2 separate regions of the Bicyclus anynana genome follow, and region 1 is linked to region 2. The links are chromatin contacts, called in public Hi-C maps. All regions are on one chromosome and are shown on one strand. Each heading gives the region's core, a stretch centred on a gene start, on an enhancer-like site or on the middle of the called end of the contact. The rest is flanking DNA. Distances are from core to core; before and after follow the strand shown. Region 1 overlaps LOC112056258 (tetratricopeptide repeat protein 39B). Region 2 holds the start of LOC128199763.

Region 1 (3,787 bases), core at 421-2,920, 150 kb before region 2:
CTATAGAGACAGTGTTTATAATCGCATAAGATCATATACTTTGACAGAAAAATAATGTCTTGCGAGACAGGTCTTTATCTAATTAGTCTGAGGCCAGGGGCGTAGCTATCGTCGTATCAGCCGTATCAATGATACGGGGCCCCCAGACTACAGGGGGCCCTTTACGGGCGACGGGAGGAAAGGACTGCGCGGCTGTGAAGTAGGGCGCGCGGGGCAGAGGGAAGGACTGGGGCATCGCTACCCCCCTCCTGGCCCGCGCGTACCATCGGGATTGTTACGAACGAATTTCCCAGGCTATAGTTAGATGCCTCACCGCGAAGCATAGCATTCATACGCCAACTTTTCCACAGAAACAGAATTTTTCCGCAAAAACGTCTTTTTTCCGCTAGAAACTAATTTAGCAGTCTGGTGCATCTGTGAATAAGGGGCTAGGAAGCTGTCCGTACCATCCTGCAATGAGTACATTATACTTACATATTTATTGTCGAAGAAGTATTATTAATTAGATATAATAAATGTATTGAACTCGTAGTTGTCTTATATTTTGCTTCCACAATTCATCATAAATATATTTAAATTAGCGGAGCCGGTCAAGCTTCGCTTTGACTCATTCCCTACCCCTATTCTATTCTACTCCCCACCCTATACCAACCCTACCCTACCCTAAAATACTCCCACCATACCCATGCCCTACACCAACCTTACCACTACCCAACCTCTACCCTACCCCTAACTAACGTCAATTATTGTTTTGTCTTTCCGGAACTTTTCCACTAACACTTAATAGTATAGTATTAAAGTTCAAATTTGCAAACAAAGTGAAAAATAGATAATAGCCGATTCTCAGACTTACTGAATGAACATAAAAATTTCATAAGAATCGTTCAAGCAGGACATTACAATAGAAAGTTTTCTGTTTCAAATAAATTCGAAACTACATGACTGATTTGATTTTTTTGACTAACAGAAAACTACATCATTAGCGAGTAACACAGGCTTTATTTTATCCCCGTATTCCCACGGGATTAAGTACTATGCGGATCAATGATTCGGGGCCCCCGGATTACAGAAGGAGGTCTCAGAATACAGAAAAACACCAGAAGCCACGTTTAGATGTCATTATATAGTGTTTTTCTGTATTATGAGGCAGAGATCATAATCCACTAGGCGAGCACGGCTCTCGTAACTAGTATTTAATTAGCGCAATCTACACTACTAATTAGATAATACGCTACTTAATAGAGAATCGATTTCGATAGCGCTTCAAGTCACAGGGCTGGCTAAAGCTTAGGCAAGATTTATAAAAACATAACCCCTCTTGCAGTCTTGCAATTAGGTAAAAAGCTTGATTTTGTTTTAGTAACTTTATTATTTTTAATTAGCGCCATCTATGTAAAGACGTTTATACTAGTATGAACATTGCCCACAAACGACCACGACTTCATTCGCATGAAATTCACTTTTTTTCAAACCAAAGTCCCGTTAAAATCGGTTCGGCCGTTTCAAAGATTGGACAGGCAGATAAATAGACAAATTAATGAAATAAAATATCATAGTTATTTTGAAATCCGACAAAATGTTGTTTGTAATCAGCGCCATCTATGTAAAGCAATGTAAACTAGTACGCGTAAACTACTACCGCCATCTATAATACGTTAACTTGATATTCTGTCGAATGTATTAGGTACCTACTTAATTAATTATTACATTCATAGATGACGCTCCACCCCACAATAACTAGAAAACCACTGTCGTCTTATTATTTCATCAATTTGAAAAATTATTAGGTTGTACCACCAAGATCCTAGGCTTGGCTTGGAGGCGAATATTTTGAATAATTACCGGCACCCACGTCTTTAATTATACATACTAGAAGACGCTCACGACATCACCCGAGTGTAATTTCCTTTTCCACAAACAAAATCGGTTTAGGCGTTACAGAGATAAGCCCGGACAGACAGATGGACAGACAAATAAACATTGTCAAAAAGCTTGATTATGTTTTAGTATTATAAAAAGTAAAACTTAAGAGAATGGTGTTTGTAATTACTGCTATTTAATTAGCGCAATCTATGTAAAATAGTGTAAAGTAGTAAGTACGTTTAAAACTTTTGAGACGTTAAAGGTTCCTTAAGTCGTCTTAGATAAGTATTATAGTGATACAGTAATTAGATGGCGCTCAAAGTCTGCTAGGGTCACCATTTGGCAGTTGTACTAATGTGTTGAATTTTCTATTGAATCACCATTAATAATTCCAATGATATTCTTTTTGTCATTACTGATTGATTTATTAATTAATAATTTAAATTTTTTAGGCGCTAACAACTGTACAACGTATTTAATTAACTAGTACAGTAATAGATGGCGCTCCCAGTCTTAGAGGCCGGAATACAAGTTAAAACCAGGATCTTGTGTTTTTGACTCCCCGTTAATGTAGAATAAAAAATAAAAAAAATTAAAATATTCCTACTGGCGAAAGGATTTTTAAAATCGGATCAGTAGTTCCAAAGATTACAGTGTTTGAAAAAGTGATTGGAAAAGTAGTTCCAGAGATTACACCTTACAAAGCCATTTACAAACTTACACACTTTACTTACCTAATATTAGTAGGTACATAAAGACATCAGATTAGTAAGATACAGATGAGTGAGTACCTATTAAGTCAACTGTATTTTACCTATATCATAGATATGTTAAGTTCCAAAATCACCGCGATCCGATTTTTAGCTAGGCAATCCAACTGATCGCATATATGTACAATGTTGTGCTTATCTATGCTAATATTATAAAGCTGAAGAGTTTGTTTGTTTGTTTGATTGAACGCGCTAATCTCTGGAACTACAGGTCCGATTTGAAAAATTCTTTCAGCGATAGATAGCCCATTTGTCGAGGAAGGCTATAGGCTATATATTATCCCTGTATTTCTACGGGATCGGGCACCACGCGGGTGAAAACGCGCGGCGTCAGCTAGTATAATATATTTATTTTTAAATAACTTTTTTTATAACTTTCTTTGTTTATTAAGCGACTAAATGCACATTTGTCCGCCTCAGTTTTATGTGCTAGTTCCATGTCTCTAGTATAAAATATCGTAGGTATTAATTAATAAGACTTCAATAAAAAAAGAATTAATAAAATGCATTCATTATGACTGCCCTCTTTCATTCTTCATTTTTATTAGATACTAAAGGTCGTAGCTCATTAGAGCCATCCGGGACCCGACCCGCACCGTCGCGTCGCTTGGTATCCACTTGTCTCAGACCAATTATTGTATACCAAAAATTTTCTTAGAAGTCTTATCACCAAAACAAACCCGTCTTGTCACTAAAATCACATATTTCACTTACGTTATACGTAATTTCTAAAGAACAAAGTGTCTAAATCCTTTATTATACGCGTACAGTACGAATTACACCAAAAACTACACCGAATTTACGATTTATTCACATTTATTTTCTGAAAAACAAAATCACAACAAGATTAATTTGCACAGCTTAACTACGATTACGGCAATTTGACATTTCGTAACGCTAGATTGTCTATGAAAAGCAAGAATGGGTAAATAACATCGAGCGTTAACTTATCGATAAATGATAATGAATGATTCTTTAATAATTGATATGTTGTTAGTTTAAAGATGGGAAAATGAAATATTTTATAATCATTTTATTTTAAAAAATAGTTTTTTAATAAAAATGTTATACAATACATATGCTCACGTTATTCTATAGCGTAAAAGATATCTTACGAATAGTAGCATTATTCAAACACTGGTATGGATAACATT
Region 2 (3,851 bases), core at 1,063-3,562:
TGATATCTAGTGAATCTTTTTAATGAAGGCTGCAGAGACTGAAAGAAAGCCAAATCCTCACTTTCTAGCTCCAGTTGATTAGACTTTAAGCATTCTAATAACTGTGCCTCAAATTCAGATGGTGCTTGCTTTTTAGATTTTACTTGTTTTTGTTTTGATGTTGGGTGAGAACTTTCTTGACGTGAAGTATCTGGTTGCGTGGACTCATTACGTGTTTCTAAATTACGTTGTGATGTTAGTTGAGAACTTTCTTGACGTGAAGTATCTGGTTGCGTGGACTCATTACGTGTTTCTAAATTACGTTGTGATGTTAGTTGAGAACTTTCTTGACGTGAAGTATCTGGTTGCGTGGACTCATTACGTGTTTCTAAATTACGTTGTGATGTTAGTTGAGAACTTTCTTGACGTGAAGTACCTGGTTGCGTGGACTCATTAGGTGTTTCTAAATTACTTTGTTCAGACATTTCTTCACAGAGTGACTCTTCTCCAGCAGTTTCCGTTGTACTGTCTAAGAAAGTCAAAATGTCATAGTAAGAATATTTCTTCTTCTTCTTACTCCCAGAGCCGGATGGCTGATTTTTTTCAGATATCTTGTCTTTATGGTAAGTGTCCCTTGCTGTTCGCCAGCGTTGTTGTATTTTCTTGTCTGAAATGACAAAATATAATAAGTAAGTGGCAAAAGTACACACAGTTTCAGATCAAGTTACCCAAAACCAGTACCAATAAACGGAACTTGCTAGGGCCTCGCCGGGCGGCGAGTCGTCTACGATAATAAACAACGCATGAGTCCTGTTTATACTGGTTTTGGGAAGCTTGATCTGTGGCCGTGTGTACAAATCTGATATTAGTTGGATATGATAACATTTTCGGCAAATCATAGAAATCTAACGTAGCTATAGTACTGTAGTTAAAACGAATTAAAAACTTCTAGCGCTAGCTACTTCCGTGCCCTTTCACGGGTATTTATTTTTCTTCTGAAGTAAAATTCGAGCGGTGCATGCTGTCTTATGTCTGATGTCAGCATTATTAATATATTATGTTATCATATTATTAATATATTGTTTTTGTTTTCAGATATTTGGCAACTGGTAATACATTCACTGATCTACACTATTCCTATATGATTGGAATTGCAACAATTAGCGAAATAGTAAGACAAGTTTGTTACATAATATGGATTGAACTAAAGTCTGAATGTATTCCACAGCTTAATGGGATCAAATGGAAAGAAATCGCAGAGGGATTTCTCACATATACAAATTTTCCTAATTGCTTGGGTGCTATTGATGGAAAACATATAAGAGTGATTCGGCCGCCGCACAGTGGATCACTATATTTTAATTATAAGAAATATTATTCTGTAGTGCTCCTCGCAATGTGTGATGCTGATTATAATTTTACATATATTAATGTCGGTACCAGTGGAAGCAACGCCGATTCAACCATCTTTAGAAGGAGTCAATTGTATACGAAACTGGAAAGTAACACGTTGGGTATCCCTGACCCGCAAGAGTTGCCTATTATTTGCCCCGAAGTAGCTTATCCATCTAGTGTAAGAGCAAAGTTGCCGTTCGTGATAGTGGGAGATGAGGCATTTGGTTTATCATCACATATGATGCGGCCTTATGCTCGTGATAATTTACCTTACAAAAAGAAAATATTTAATTACCGTCTGTCCAGAGCTAGAAGGTACATAGAATGCACTTTTGGAATTATGTCAAATAAATTTAGAATATTTCACAGATCCATGACTGTCAAGTTAGATCTAGCACAATCAATAGTCAAGACGGCATGTCTACTTCACAATTTCATAAGGAAACGGGATGGCTACATGGTCAGCCATACATTTGTCACAAATGGTTTTACGGGACCACTACCCAGGCAGCAGACTGAAAGTAGTAATACGTCGGCAAGTAATATCAGAGATATATTTGCAGATTACTTTATCAATGAAGGAAAAGTCTCCTGGCAACACCGATATATAATTAATTAACTAAACTCAAAAGGTTTTAGAAGGTTTTTGATGTTATTTGTGAATTAAATAATTATGCTTATATTAATAAAGTAATGATGCTTGTATAAATAAAATAATGAACCAAACACATACCCGCCACTTTTCTTTCCTCTTCGCTCAAATTTTCGTAGTTAGGTGCCAATTCCTTCAAAATATCTCTCCATGCAGCCTCCCTCGCGTCCCTGTTTTTGTATAATTCATTGCGTTTATCCCACAAAACGGGCCGCAGATGAACTTCAATGATTACTCGTTCTGTATCAATTTTCATTTCGGTAGTACAATACGGCGCGTGCGCCCCGCTCGACTCTAAAATGGGCACTGAAGTTGTAGGCAGCGCTTACGCATGCGGATACCCCGCACCGGGGTGACGCCCCGCACAGCGCCCCGCGTCCCGCGTGCGTTTATCACGCTTTACAATAGATACCTATATGAAATTGTTCTTTGCGGATGCTACGCATGCGGGCCAATCCCGCGTGCGTGAGCAAATCCGCGTGACACTAAAAGCGCCCTTAATCCAAACTGACGGCATGTAGATCGCCCTAATAGCCGGACAATTGGGTAGAAAGGACGCGAGACTTCTTTCTTTCAAAAGGACCGCTAGTCCTTTTCATGATAATCTACGCATAATGATAGCCATTGACGATCAAGTATACCCACGTTTCTGCAGCGCTGCCCTCAGGGAAGAACTTCATGTATGCGTCAAGTCGAGCCGTCATGCACGCAGCGATCAACACACGATCAGTTATAGCCGTGGGTATACTTGATCGACAATTTCTAGCAAGGGTGAAGCCAAATGAGCGTAATTTAGTGAGTTGTCAGCCGTGTAAATTCGGTCGCAGAAATTCGTGTGCAAGTCTGAACACAACATTTGTTGTGACGCCATGTCGCAGGAACTGGAGTTTTGTATGAACCCAAATGCAGCAGAAATTACGCTCGTTTGGCCTCACCCTAAATTTTACGGTAGATTCGGTTGATCCGTACGATGCGTATCAGTTGATGCACTTCGGAGGATCGAACCCAGGACCTCCGTTTTGTCAATCCACCGCGCATACCACTGCGCCACGGAGGCTCTGTATATAGTGATAAGTAATGTAAAAAGCTTAATATAAATTGTACAGCCAATAGTCTTTCACCAGTTTTACCGGTGTAGTAAGAACCACAGTCGGTTATTTTAGGATAGTCGCATACAAAATTAAAATCACTTAAAATATATTAAGTACATAATTGTTTATTAGTTTCACATTAAATATAAGTTCGGCATAATGCGTTGTGTGGGTTAGTGTAGCAAAATGCGTGGTTTTCGGGTAATGGAACCGGGTACCGGGTACTGTCACCAAGGTATACTTTAGTAGAAACACGCCACAGTATTGGGAATCGATTTTTAAAACCAGGTCTTGGTCCCAGTTCTTTGGCTAGCTCTGCAGCAACTTGCGCCAACTCAGGATGCCTTTCTTGCGTTGATGGTATGCTATTAGCTTTTGGTGCCTTTTTAGCTAACGACATAGGTTTCTTTATAGCTGGAAAAGAAATATTATACAGGTAGGTACACAGAGAAAAGTAAAATTTTGTGAAGTTGTAAGGGGATATCCTTGGATCTACAGTAACGATTTTGAAAATTCTTTTACCTATAGAAAGCCGCGTTATTTCTGACTGTCATAGGCTGTATTTTATCCTCGATTTTGAACAACCACTGAGCATGTGCTTAACGCTTTTCTTTAGAATTGTACCAGAGCAGATGACTGCCAAAAAAACCAAACGTATAGAATTTCAATAAAATTAACGGAAGATGCTGACCTACCTACCGGGAATTGACTACTATTTAAGAATCGAAGAATGC

What was found. A called contact is a pair of places that touch in the nucleus more often than the background predicts.
Region 1: a contact with region 2 is called in a Hi-C map of whole body, with 5 times the contacts expected there. The contact joins the enhancer-like site here to the promoter of LOC128199763 in region 2. A contact is called at or near these places in 2 of 2 Hi-C or Micro-C datasets (whole body and whole larva).

Annotation. Positions count from the first base shown.
Region 1 is chrZ:13,163,079-13,166,865 of ilBicAnyn1.1, reverse strand. LOC112056258 (tetratricopeptide repeat protein 39B) reads left to right here. Exons shown (of 14, transcript XM_024096653.2): 14 at 1-531. Among protein-coding and RNA genes, the nearest start is that of LOC112056485, 34 kb to the right of the region's middle. Within about 2 kb of position 1,670, at least 6 of the 8 cell types and tissues checked have open chromatin away from gene starts, as enhancers often do.
Region 2 is chrZ:13,015,714-13,019,564 of ilBicAnyn1.1, reverse strand. LOC128199763 reads right to left here and starts at 2,312. Exons shown (of 2, transcript XM_052890920.1): 1 at 2,108-2,312; 2 at 1-646. The coding sequence starts at 2,282. It overlaps LOC128199762, which reads left to right. Exons shown (of 2, transcript XM_052890919.1): 2 at 1,075-2,104. The coding sequence ends at 1,993.